Linked DNA regions of Capra hircus: region 2 is linked to region 1. Evidence: chromatin contacts called from public Hi-C data. All regions are on one chromosome and are shown on one strand. Each heading gives the region's core, a stretch centred on a gene start, on an enhancer-like site or on the middle of the called end of the contact. The rest is flanking DNA. Distances are from core to core; before and after follow the strand shown. Region 1 holds the start of SNTA1 (alpha-1-syntrophin). Region 2 holds the start of C13H20orf144.

Region 1 (3,889 bases), core at 967-3,466:
TGTGTTAGTTTCTGCTGTGCAATAAAGTGAACCAGTGATATGTGTACATATATATATATATCTCCTCTTCCTCTTGAACCTCCCTTCCCTCCCCCATCCCACCCCTGTAGGTCATCACAGAGCCCTGAGCTGAGCTCCCTGGCTGTACAGCTGCTCCCTACGAGCTCTCTGTTTTATACATGGTAGTGTATGTATGGCAATGCTGCACTCCCAGTTCAGCTCACCCCCTCCTTCCCCTCACACCTTGTGTCCTCACGTCTCTTCTCTCTGTCTAGGTCTCTATTCCTGCCCTGAAAACAGGCTCCTCTGTACCACTGCACCTGTTTTCTTGTGAGCTTTTTTTTTCTTCCCCTTGATAGTATTTTATGTGGAAGATTCTACTTGCAGGGAATCTATACACTGATGTGGCCCTATTTATTGTCCAACAGCATCCCAGGTAGGAGTGGAAGATGGAAACAGAGTAGATATGAGGGCTGGTTGAGGTCTGTGAGGTAGTGTGTTTTTTCTGGTAATGATCACACCTCATCTGTCTAGTGCCCAGGGTCAGTGCCCAGGCACTGGTGTGAGACAAGACTAGGTTTGAATCCCAGCTCTGCCCTACTCACAAATGTGTGAACTGGGCCAATTAGATCTTCTGAATCAAAATTTTCCTTTCGGTATAACGAGAGTATTCTTAACTGTAGCTACTTCACGAGGCTACTGTAAAGCTAAGAAAACACATGAAAATGCTCAGATCTAGGCCTGGCCAATTCAACAAATAAATAAAAGTGGATTCAATAAAAAACAAAGTGATTATATTGATTGCATAAGATTCACAGAGTAAAATATATTTTCCCACTGATTTAATCCTGACACAGTCCCTGTGAGGGTTATAGGGGTTATTAGGACCCCCATTTCACAGATGAGGTAATTGAGGCCTAGAGAACTGTAGTGCCAGGACCAAGGTCGATATGGAACTCACAGTTTCTGAACAGGGTTAAAAAACAGGTCTCCAGAGGTCCAGATCCAGAAGCCCCACCTTCCAGCCTTCTTCCCCAACACCAGGGGTTCTGGGTTCTTCTCTGTCCAGTGTGGAATTCAGGCTTTTCTGTATTCGACTGTGAAGAACAGGGGGTTAATCTCTTCAACTCCTTTCCAATTTCGACGTGGGGAGTGTTACTCCTTCCCCAATCCCTCAACAGCCAGCATCGCGCTTATCCCAGAGGGCGGGGCCTGTCAGCGTTAGACACCGCACCCCACACTAAGCCATACCCACAGACCGAAGTTCCCGCCCCACAGTCGGAAACCCGCAAATCTCCTGCACTATACGCCCGCCTGCGAAGTCCCTTGCAGCTCGATGTCTGCCTCTTAAACTCAAGCCCTGTCCCTGCAGTCCAGCGCTCTGCCATATGCAGCCCCACTCCCGAGTTCAAAGCCTCGCCCCACGATCCACTGTTCTGTCTCTTTTTCTCGTGATCCCACGGCTGCGAGCTACGGCCTCGGCCCTCGACGGCTTCGCCTGGCTGTCTCCTGCGCAGGATCTTAGGGTCCAGCCCGGGACACGAACCCAGGGCCCCGCCCACCCCACTTCATGCTCTCATTGCCTTAACTTTGGGTCCCGTCCGGACACCCTTATGTCCCCATGCCCATGTTGTTGTCGTCAGTGGCTCAGTCGTGTCCGACTCTTTGTGACCCCATGGACTGCAGCACGCCAGGCTTCCTTGTCCATCACCATCTCCCAGATTTCGCTCAGACTCATGTCCATCGAATCGGTGATGCCATCCAAGCATCTCATCATCTGTTGTCCCCTCTCATCATCTGTCGTCCCCTCTCATCCTGCCTTCAATCTTTCCCAGCATCAGCGTCTTTTCTAATGAGCCGGGTCTTCGCATCGGGTGGCCAAAGTATTGGAGCTCCAGCTTCAGCATCAGTCCTTCCAATGAATATTCAGGGTTGATTTCCTTTAGGACTGACTGGTTTGATCTCCTTGCTATTTAAGGGACTGTCAAGAGTCTTCTCCAGCACCACAGTTCGAAAGCATCAATTCTTCGGCGCTCAACCTTCTTTATGGTCCAACTCTCAAATCTGTACGTGATTACTGGAAAAACCATAGTTTTGACTATATGGACCTTTGTGGGCAAAGTAATGTAGTCTCACAGTATATCCTCTGGCTCTTGGAACCCGCCACAGCCCCTTCTGGCTTGCCGGTGACCACGCCCCTCGCTGTTAGCCACACCCACATGCAGCCCCGCCCACCGAGGCTCCACCCTCAGCGGCCTGGGGTAGGGTGGCGGCTGGCCCAGCTGGGCCCCCGCTGCCCTCAGCTCTGGGCGCTGGGTCGGAGCGGGCCGGGCACTGCGGGGGCAGGGCGAGCGCGGCTGCCCGGGGGCTCGGAGGCGAAGATGGCGTCAGGCAGGCGCGCCCCGCGCACCGGGCTGTTGGAACTGCGCGCCGGGGCAGGCTCGGGGGCTGGTGGCGAGCGGTGGCAGCGGGTGCTGCTCAGTCTAGAGGAGGACGCGCTGACCGTGAGCCCCGCCGACGGCGAGCCCGGACCTGAGCCCGGTGCCCAGCGGGAGCCGGAGCCCGCGCAGCTCAACGGCGCCGCCGAACCTGGCGCCGCGTCCCCGCCGCTGCCGGAGGCGCTGCTGCTCCAGCCGCGCCGCGTGACGGTGCGCAAGGCCGACGCCGGCGGGCTGGGTATCAGCATCAAAGGTGGGCGCGGGGGCACCGAGGGCACGGGTCTTGGTGTCTGTGGGACCGCTAAGGCGCAGGGATCGCGGGGGCTGGCAGCGTATTGAGGACGTGGAGTTGGTGGACTTCTGTCCGTGGTAACGGCTTCTGGGAGGACAGAACCGAGGGCACCAGAGCACCAAGGTCGGAGAGGGCTTTGAGGTCTCATTCAGAGGGCACAGGTGTGGACGGCTTTGGGGGCACGCCAAGGGCAAGTGGGTGGGGAGTTGTTTGCTGAGGTAAAGAGGTCTGAGACTGATTGCCTTTCAGGAGTTGCATGGGTATCAAGGACAAGAGGGACCCCAGTAGAGCAAAGGATAGAGAAGGGAGACTGAGGCCTGGGGTGCTACTAGGCAAAGGAGGAGGAAGTCTTCAAGAGACAGTCAAAGTAGAAGGGAAGGAGGGGCAAGGTCTGGAGTGGGAAGCGTTGCTGGGATGGCGACTAGGTGGACGTGCCAACTGGGCTGGGCTCACAGACAGGGGGCTGCAAAGGACCTGGAAATCTGAGCGCCTAGGAAACCTGTATGTATAGGTGAAGAGTCTTAAGTGTCCACCATCACAGCACTGAGATGGGCTTTCAGCCCCCAGTACTGACAGCTTTCTTTAAGGTGCAACCCAGACTGAAGTCCAGAATCACCTGTGTGAACTTGTGTGGTAAGATCCCATGGACTGTAGCTTGGTAGACTCCTCTGTCCTTGGGATTCTCCAGGCAAAGATACTGGGTTGCCATTTCCTCCTGCAGGGGATCTTCCCGACCCAGGGATAAAACCCACATCTCTCATGTCTGCTGCGTTGGCAAGCGGGTTCTTTACCGCTATTGCCACCTGGGAAGCCCTTTTCCATCTCTGGACCTGAGTTTCCTCAACTATATAATGAGAGTAATGATAGAATTGGGATGTTTCTATGAAAATAGGTGTCCAAAATACTCAGTCTGCCAACACATAATAGGTGCCTAGATAGTTATTGCTGTTAGATGAGAGGAAAAATGAAGGTCAAGAAAGACTCCCAGAGTAAGTAACCTGGTGCTGAAAAGTCCGCACACCCCAGCCGCTGCGTTCACCATTTCTTCCTGAGGGGGTGGGGATGGTGGTGACTTGGGTACCATTGTGTGCCGAGTGCTATGCCCAGTACTCTAGGCTCAGGACCCGCTTCATCCTGGCAACAAGTACTAAAAGATAGG
Region 2 (3,787 bases), core at 818-3,317, 190 kb before region 1:
GCGTGGCCAAGCCTGCCTTTGCCCAAGCTCTCTTCCGTCGGATCTGCAGACCTGGTGGCTGGATCTGACCCCGGCCAGGTGTCGCAGGGAGAGGAGAACCCTTGTTCCACTGTGGTAGGGTGCCCCCTCTCCATTGCGGCACAGGGTTTCTGACACTTGGGTCAGAAGAAAGCAGAAGGCAAAACCAGCCTGGGCCCCAGGCCACGGCCATTCTCCTGTTCTTCCCTGTCTTGCTCTGGGCCTTAGTTTCCCCAACCCTGTCTCCACGCCCCAACGCCTCAGACTGGGCTACAGACGCCAGCGTTGCTATGCGCTCTTTACTGGGCCAGACCCAGGTACAGGGGGTCCGGCCAGGCACTCAGGGCCGCGGGCGGGGACAGCGGCGCCGCTTGCGCGGCTGCTCCTCGGCGGCCTCGGCCTCACAGTCGGTCTCGCTCTCGGTCAGCAGGCGCGTGTAGAGCCGCTGCCAGCCCTGCGCCTCCTTGGCCCCGCCCCCGGGGCCGCCCGCCGCGCGGCGTCCCTCCTCCTGCAGCCGCGCGTCCAGCAGCAGCAGCAGGACGAGGATCTTCTTCATCTCGCGCGCGCGCGCGCTCTCGCGCCGCTCAGCGCCGTCGCCAGCTCCTCGCAACATGGGTGCCGCCGCCGGGGCCCCCGCGGGGGTGTCCGCCGCAGCCTCGCTCGTCCGCTCGGGCCGCGCTCCGGGCCCCGCCGTCGCCTCGGCTAGTTGCTGCCGCTTGTCCAGGGGGAAGAGCAGCACGATCTTGGTCTGGGGGTAGGGCAGGGGCGTGAGGGGAACGAGCTCCGCCCGCCCGCCTCCCGAGGACCCTCACCCACCGGGTCCTGTCTCCCAGAAGCCCGCCCTCTCTCGTTCCCGGGGTACCCGCTGTCCTCCCAGCCTGGGTAGGGGGAGGTGGGGGAGGCAGGCACCCGTCTCCATCTCCCAAGACCCCTGCCTCCCCACCTGGAAACCCTCACCCACCCCAGGCTGACTTCCTGAGACCTGACTCGGATCAAGTTTATGAGATTCCCCTGTCTGCCCTTGCAGCCTTGATGCTGGGACCCTTCACCCACCCCGGTCCCGGCCCAGGTCCTCATGCCTAGTTGAAGAGAGGGGAAAGTAACACGTTTTGAAGCTGGGGAATGGAAAGGCGGGGATAAGGGAGCTCCCTGTGCCCATAGCCCCAGTGGCAGCCGCTAGGGCTGATTTGCTGTGCCAGGACTTCCACCCATCTGTTCCAGGTTGGGAGAGCCGTCTCCTGGACACCCTCCTAGGCTCCCAAGTCTCATCCACCTCCTGGTTTCTGGGATACCATCCACACCCACATGGATTCCTGAGTCCCTCTGCCTCAACAGGGGTTCTCTAATGCCTTCCATAGGGGCCTCCCAGGTGGCGCTAGTGGTAAAGAACCCGCCTGCCAATGCAGGAGACAGATGTGGGTTCCATTCCTGGGTTGGGAAGAAATCCCATGGTCAGAAGAGCCTAGTGCGCTACAGTCCATGGGGTTGCAACCAGTTGGACGCAACAGAAGCCGCTTAGCACACACACGCAACCCCTTCCATTCCCTACATGGCCTAGACCCCCAGCATCCGCTCCTGCCCACCTGTCCAGGTCCGCCAAGCCCCAGCTGCCCCTTCTTCCCTGGACTCACACTGGGCTTCTTCCCCTTGAAGTGGTTGAAGAACTGGCGTTTGCGCCGGGCCTTGTCCATGTCAGGTGGCTTCTCCTTGCGGGCCTGCTTGGGCACCTTGGTTCTCTTGTGGGAACTGTTGTTTCCCATGGCAGGGCTGGTCACCACTGGGGACCCCAGCCCATGCTGCCTCTGCCCTGCCCTCTGGCTGGGGCTCCCCTGCCCTGGCTCTGTCCCAGGGACCACATTGTGACCTCATGGGTTGACCTCATCAGCTCCAGGCTCCGAGCTGCTCCTGCCAGAACCCACAGATGAATCTTGACTCCATTTACTCTGTCTGTGACTTCAGGCTTTGGTTTCTCAGTGTAAAACTGGGCTAAAGATTAGTGAGGTGATGGCTTATAAGGTGCTTAGTGATGGTGGTGTTCAGTCACTCAGTGATGTCCGACTCTTTGTGGCTCCACGGACTGCAGCACACCAGGCCTCCCTGTCCATCACTATCTCCCTGAGCCTGCTCAAACTCATGTCCACTGAGTCAGTGATGCCATCCAACCATCTCATCCCCTGTCGCCCCCTTCTCCTCCTGCCTTCAATCTTTCCCAGCATCAGGGTCTTTTCCAATGAGTAAGTTCTTCATATCAGGTGGCCAAAGTATTGGAGCTTCAGCATCTGTTATTCTGATGAATATTCAGGGTTGATTTCCTTTAGGATTGACTGGTTTGATCTCCTTGCTGTCCAAGGGACTCTCAAGAGTCTTCTCCAGCACCACAATTTTAAGCATCAGTTCTTTGGTGCTCAGCCTTCTTTATAGTCCAACTTATATCTATACATGACTATTGGAAAAAAACATAGCTTTGACATACAGACCTTTGTCGGCAAAGTGATGTCTCTCATTTTTAATGTGCTCTCTGTGTTGGTCATAGCTTTTCTTCCAAGCGGCAAGCATCTTTTAATTTCATGGTTCCAGTCACTGTCCACAGTGATTTTGGAATCCAAGAAAATAAAATCTGTCATTGTTTCCCCTTCTATTTGCCACAAAGTGATGGGACTGGATGCCGTGATCTTAGTTTTTTGAATGTTTTAAGCCAGGTTTTTCACACTCCTCTTTCACCCTCATCAAGAGGCTCTTTAGTTCTTCACTTTATGCCATTAGATTGGTATAATCTGCATATCTGAGGTTATTGATATTTCTGCCAGCAATCTTGATTCCAGCTTGTGAGTCATCCAGTCCAGCATTTCACATGATGTATTCTGTATATAAGTTAAATAAGCAGGATGATAATATAGAGCCTTGTCATACTCCTTTTCCAGTTTTGAACCAGTCTGTTGTTCCATGTCTGGAACTGTTGCTTCTTGACCTGCATACAGGTTTCTCAAGAGACAGGTAAGGTGGTCTGGATTCCCATCTCTAAGAATTTTCCACAGTTTGTTGTGGTCCATACAGTCAAAGGCTTTAGTGTAATCAATGAAGCAGAAATTTTTCTGGAATTCTCTTGGTTTTTCTATGACCCAACGGATGTTGGCAATTAGATCTCTTATTCCTCTGCCTTTTCTAAATTCAGCATCTGGAAGTTCTTGGCTCATCTTCTGTTGAAGCCTAGCTTGAAGGGTTTTGAGCATTACCTTGCTAGCATGTGAAATGAATGCAGTTGTATGGTAGTTTGAACATTCTTTGGCTTTGCTTTTCTTTGGGATTAGAATGAAAGCTGGGCCTTTTCTAGTCCTGTGGCCGCTGCCGAGTTTTGCAAATTTGCTGGCATGTTGAGTGCAGCAGCTGTTTAACAGTATCATCTTTTAGGATTTGAAATAGCTCAGCTGGAATTCCATCACCTCCACAAGCTTTGTTTGTACTAATGCTTCCTAAGGCCCACTTGACTTCACACTCCAGGATGTCTGGCAGACAGAATAAGCAAGAGCTACAGTCCCACATCCTCTAGGATGAAAACCACAATCACAGAAAGCTAACTAAAATGATCACATGGATCACAGCCTTGCTGTGACAAAGGAAAGGGGCTTGCGTAACTCAATAAAACTGTGACAACACATGGTCCGCTGGAAAAGAGAAGGGCAAACTGCTCTAGTGTTCTCACTTTGAGAACCCTGTGAACAGTATGAAAAGGCTTCGTGGTGAGGAGAGGGGAATTTCTGTGACCTGAGTT

What was found. Hi-C and Micro-C count contacts between places; a contact is called where the count stands out from the background.
Region 2: a contact with region 1 is called in a Hi-C map of blood, with 2.2 times the contacts expected there. The contact joins the promoter of C13H20orf144 here to the promoter of SNTA1 in region 1. A contact is called at or near these places in 4 of 5 Hi-C or Micro-C datasets (blood and liver).

Annotation. Positions count from the first base shown.
Region 1 is chr13:62,503,345-62,507,233 of ARS1.2, reverse strand. It overlaps SNTA1 (alpha-1-syntrophin), which reads left to right and starts at 2,216. Exons shown (of 8, transcript XM_005688662.3): 1 at 2,216-2,691. The coding sequence starts at 2,220.
Region 2 is chr13:62,695,662-62,699,448 of ARS1.2, reverse strand. It overlaps C13H20orf144, which reads right to left and starts at 2,067. Exons shown (of 2, transcript XM_018057727.1): 1 at 1,650-2,067; 2 at 304-766. The coding sequence starts at 1,778. The coding sequence ends at 359. All of the region lies in intron 5 of NECAB3 (N-terminal EF-hand calcium-binding protein 3), which reads left to right.